2 separate regions of the Zea mays genome follow, and region 1 is linked to region 2. Evidence: chromatin contacts called from public Hi-C data. All regions are on one chromosome and are shown on one strand. Each heading gives the region's core, a stretch centred on a gene start, on an enhancer-like site or on the middle of the called end of the contact. The rest is flanking DNA. Distances are from core to core; before and after follow the strand shown.

The links. A called contact is a pair of places that touch in the nucleus more often than the background predicts.
Region 1: a contact with region 2 is called in a Hi-C map of leaf, with 2.2 times the contacts expected there. The contact joins the enhancer-like site here to the promoter of LOC100192762 in region 2. A contact is called at or near these places in 3 of 25 Hi-C or Micro-C datasets (leaf and leaf mesophyll).

Annotation. Positions count from the first base shown.
Region 1 is chr10:114,082,160-114,084,977 of Zm-B73-REFERENCE-NAM-5.0, forward strand. No RefSeq gene overlaps it. Among protein-coding and RNA genes, the nearest start is that of LOC109943095, 28 kb to the right of the region's middle. Within about 2 kb of position 1,337, at least 12 of the 20 cell types and tissues checked have an H3K27ac peak or open chromatin away from gene starts, as enhancers often do. A contact at or near this core is called in leaf and leaf mesophyll, where this site is marked.
Region 2 is chr10:113,822,847-113,825,623 of Zm-B73-REFERENCE-NAM-5.0, forward strand. It overlaps LOC100192762 (Protein MEI2-like 1), which reads left to right and starts at 1,260. Exons shown (of 15, transcript NM_001362654.1): 1 at 1,260-1,718; 2 at 2,334-2,460; 3 at 2,676-2,721. The coding sequence starts at 2,362.

The DNA of each region.
Region 1 (2,818 bases), core at 87-2,586, 260 kb after region 2:
TACTATCATCTTGCTGCTCACGCATTGTACGACCATTTGTTTGAGCTCACTTTCTCCTTTCATCCTCATCCCTCAAGCCCAAGATTACAAATAGCTAATCCTCACCCAATGGTTGAATTCTTCCTTCCTCATCATGCATCTCTATTATTTTTAAGTTATCCTAATCGACTTGTGGGATAGGTGAAGAAGTCTCGACCAACAACAATGGAGCATTGGTATTGCTCCCCATGGCCACCTCTGAATCATCCTTGTTCGAAACAATTAGTAAATGAGGGACCTATAATTGATTGATTCATAAGTGTTAATAATTGGTTGTTCCAATCACAACTAATACAAGTCTTGACTAAAAAATATATTGGCAAGAATTATTATTGAAGATATTGATCAACAATACTTTGAGATATTTAAAACATGATCAGCAATGCTTTGTAGATGAATTAATTGGATCAGGTTCCATTCCACAAGCTTGGATTGTCGTGGTGACACGTCCATTCGTGCACCACCAAGTCTCAATGCAAGGACATGTTTGTTGTGGTGGATCACGACCACGGGGCATCGAGCGCGGCCGGCCAGCTCCCTTGCGCGTGGGTTTGTGGTCGAGGGCGACGAGGCCTTTTAGGCGATACGAGTGGCGACACATCTATGCATTTGTTTGATATGCAGAACAGAGGCGGCGGGCGTCTATGAGATACACAGGTACGATTCATACAAACAAAAAAGAGACTAGCACCTTACAAAATAAAGGAGGTCAGATTAGTCTTTTTTTCACAATTCAGTAAATGAAAAAATAAAAAATAACTATTAAAAAGATAAAATGTCAAGTAAATCGAGGTGTTAATGATGTGGGTGTCAAATTTACGAAATTAATCTTTAGAGTGTCAATAGTGCAAAGCCACTAGTTTAGGGTGTCAAAAATACAAATTTCTCATCCCAAAAAGTATCCGGTCTTAGGAGGGAACGAGGGATCAACTCACGGTCATGCGAGATATCAGTATACCACGCCACTCATTCGTGAATTTCGGCCAAGTGTGATTCTATTGCCACGTAGGAGTACTACCGATGATGGGAACTGGGAACGGAACGGACAGACAGATCCGTCGTCCATGGGTGGGAGTGGGACCATGGACAACTGGAGATAGATGGTTTTCATTTCGTGCTCAGAAGTCACCGTTCGACGGACTGGCATGATTGAATTGAATCCACGCAGCAAAGCAAAGGGTCCATGACCTTCACACACACGTTTGGGCTGGGGTTTCTCATCTCAGGTGTACTAGAGACGTGGACGTATAGGTCGCTGTGCACTTGCACTAGCGTCGCACTGCACGTCGATTGGATCCTTTGAGAGCTCAGGCAACGCGGTTTCTCTTTGTTGACGGCTGGCACCGTTGAGTATTGAGTGGTGCCATGTAGAGTACGTACGCGTTGTTGACCCTGGACTCCAGCGCTCCTTGTCCGGTAGGGATTGAAAAATCCAAATGGGTATCCTAATTTATCTAATATTCGTATGTGCTAAAACATGCAATTTTGGCATTCGTACTCGCTTCTAATACTGATACTAAATGATATATCTGAACTCGGTTTTTTCAGTATTCTTTCTCTAAGACATCCTCATTTAACACTATCCATATCAGGAAAGAAAACAAGGTATTGTGAACCTATTTAAAAATTTTATCTCTTAATTTTATTACTACTACTAAGGCATTAAAACCACTTAATAGTTTTTCAATTAATAACTTTGGTATTAATTTATAATTATCAATGATACATAAATAACAAATTGTTTTCAGTATTTTATTATTTTGTTTAAACTTGATATATATGTTGTTCCAAATTATTTTAGTACTTCATCTTATCAATTAATTAATGTAATTTATTTTATATAATTTACAATATTGTCATAAATATTTATATAAATATAATATTGATTAATTAATTGATATATCTAATCATTAAATATTTATTTGTAAAGAATATATACCTTGGATAACACAGACATATATGGATAGACCCATGGACTCAGTCTAGAGTCTATGGACTCGGTCATCATGATTAAAAGAAGTTTTAATATGAGGATGACTACTGAAGTAAAAATAAATTTCACAAAAATCTTAGTGGAATAGAAGAGATAATTGCAAAGTTCTAAATGAACACAATAAGATCCTAACATATAAGGTGAGATCCTAGCATATAAGGAAAGATCCAAACCGGTGAGGAAGACACGTTTGTAATTATAAAAGTATGTGATTAGATTATTAGATTAGATCTATCATGAAACCTACTCGTATTCAACTTTGTAACACCCCCTGCTTGAACTATAAAGGGAAGGGGACGAGGGCCTTCTGAGGGCAGATCACAACACAACGGATCATAAACATAGCCACTATAATACTGCACATAGAATATTATTATCTCTTGATGAGAGTCTGAATCTTGCGTATTTACCTTCAATTCTCAATATCACAATTTACCCCATAAATTCACTACTGAAAAAATTGATGACTATATTATTTGTATGAGCCATCCTTTTCTATGTTATATAAAAATACATTAGTGTGATAGTGTCTACTTGGGTAACAATTTTGTAGTTCCAAAAATATTGATAAAGCATAATGCTTATTTGTTTTTATCACTTTTATTTGAATTTCTTCACTTCAAATATTATTTTATTAAATAATATCCATTATAGTTTAGTTTAGTTTGATATTGGCAATTATTAGAAGTGTACTTTTATTTGGTTTATTATGTTTAATGACAAACTTAGTAGTGAAGTTTTATTTATGTATGTTAAATTTAAGAATATATGTTTTGACTTGAATTA
Region 2 (2,777 bases), core at 10-2,509:
TCAAAGGGGTTAGATTATATAATCTGGGCAAATAAGCTGGACTGTTTGTTTGCCTCTTAGGATTATTTAATCTAGATTATATAATCTGGGGGGTAAACAAACAGGCCCTAAGGCTCCAGCTTTGCACCTTCGAGATCTATGTTTGAACCCCACCCACGCGTGCAACATCCTCGACGCCTATTTTTTTTTGCATGAATTTCAGACGGAGTAGCGAGAGCGCTCGAGTAGGTGCGCTTTTTACCACGATGTGGCCACTTACATATAGTAGAGATTATTCTATTTTTTTGGAATTAAAACATATTAAATTTAATTGAAAATATGCCATTCAATAAATGTATAATTAATAAAAGATCTAAAAAATATATTTAGTATAACAATAATAATATATAAATTTAGCCACAATTGACTTTACAATAAAATTTGAAATGTAATTTAAGACGTGAGGAGTCTTAGTTAGTGCATAATGCATTAGTAGCACTAGCGACAAAGTGGTACAGACTGCGTCATTTTGCGTACACGCGACTTACTGGTGCTAACAAGTAAGGATGCCTACGTACTGCATAGTTCCCCCATGCAGACTCGTTGATGTCTTTTTGATAGATAAACATCTCGACGTGTTTTCCAGATAATCCAAGGAAGACACGAGTCACGAAGTACTTATCCAAGACACGACACCATGATCAGTTTTCGTTACGGAGTTTTTTTACTCGTACTTCTTCTTGCCGGACCCGATCCGTTCGATTGGATTCACTGACCCATATGTACGGTGCAGTACCATATGACACGGCCCACGGGCCACGGCTCGTGGTCGTGGTGGCATCGCTATCCTTTCCTCTGGCTGACGCACTGACGGACCAAAACCACACGTCACCTCGTCCGCTCTCACTCAGAGGCAGAGACAGACAGACTCTTCACTGGTCACGCCCCGTCCCACCAATAATTCCGTTCCCGTCCAAAGCGCCGCTTCCCGCGACGTCCGCCACGTGGGTCCCCAGCGCCCGTACGCCATCCGCACTCACCGACGCGTGGGGCCACCGCACGTGGCCTCACCTGTCATTCAGGCGGCTCCGTTACCCGCCGCGGGGCCCTCCGCCCCCGCACGGTGAGACTACCGCCGGCGGGTCCCGCCCGGCCCGGCCCGGTATATATACGGACAAGCGCCCTGCTGTTTCGCGTTTCCGATTTCGCCAAATATTTATAATACTAGTGCTATTATAGTATTCCGTGCTTTCTTTGAAAACTGTTTTTTGCGCTTCGTAATCGTCTCTGCTTCGCTTCTCCGCTCCGCCTGTCGCCACCACCACCACCAACTCGCCGGAGAACTGTCCCGACGACTGCGCGCGCGGAGAGCTGTGGGGGCGCGGGAGAGGGAGGTAGTACTGGGAATGGAGGAGGAGTCGAGGCTTAGCGGCGCTTTCTCGCTCCATCTCTAGGGTTTGGTTGCTAGTCTGCCCCGGCTGGGGGCGTGCGCGCCGGCCTGGAGCTGGACTGGAGGTAGCAGCCAGCGTCCGGCTCCCCGTTGCAAGCATTAAGCTGCGCGGCTGGAGTGCCCCCCCCCTTTGGCCCCGCCTCCGCGTCTTTCAACTCTGGTGAAGGTGCTGCTGTTGTGGCCTGCGCCATGGAACCGTTTCCCCAGCTTGCGGCTGCGTCCACAGGTTGCGTGCACGCGTCGGGCTCCGGACTGTGACGCCGACGAGGGGATCTCAGGCGCCCAACTGGTGAGACCGCACTTTCGTCGCGCGCTCGCTCTCTCTCTCTCACTCACTCTCTCTCTCTGTGTGATTTTTGCCGTCTGGATGTTTTTAGGCTGCTCATGCGGTTTTCAATTTCGTCTTAGCCGTTACTAGCTTTTTCGGGAGCAAACGGTGCTTGACTTACGGAGAATTTCGCGTGATCTTGGTTCCATCGCGTGATCCGGGTTCAGTATTTTGATGCGCGCGGCCTGCACCATTTTTTTGGTCGGTTCCGGCTTTTATTTCGATCACAGGTTGCTTGTGTGCTTTTCGTGCTTGTCCACGCCGGCGTCCATTGGTTAATTAATTTCCCGGTCTTTTTCTGCGCTCTTTTACTACGGCCAAATGTTGCTGGAGCCCATAGTTGAATTCTGTACACTGTTTTTTTAATTAATCGGTAAAAGCGAGCGCTTCTGGCCCGGAATTCTGAACCCCGAAGCTGTAGATTTCTGCCAAGTGTTCCATGGCCCCGGTTTTGTTCGGGACCCAAATTTCCGCGCACTTCGTCAAGGTTTCTGTGTTTATGGCTTTATGCTTTGAATTTCTGATCCGTTTGAACCGAGCTCACGGGAGCGTTGAAACTTGTCTCTGTGTTTTAAGGTCCGGGGTGAGGCGCAGCGCCCGCAGGATGCCAACCGAGCAGAGGCGCTACATGCCCCCGGCCCATTTTCTTCCGGCGGAGTCGGAATCGTCCTCCTTCCCTGACGAGCTTCGCTTGCGTCCTGAGGTGAAACTACTGTTTGAATCCGTTCTTCAACTTAGAGGTTTCCTCCGCAAAGATCTATTCCCACTAGTTGAAACCTGAAATCATAGGTAATGATGGTTCGTGCCTATGTATTTTCTGGCCAAGAAGTAGCTTTTTAGTTTTGGTGTCTATGGCCTACTACTATGATGAACTAGAACTAAGGCAAATTCGTTTCATAACGCCTAATTCTTTTGTAGAGGCAAGTTGGACTTTTGAAGCAGGGTTGCTTTCCTGAGCATGCTGGTGAGTGCCTGAGCATCTAGTTCACATTGTGGTTGAATTGTACTATACATCGAAGC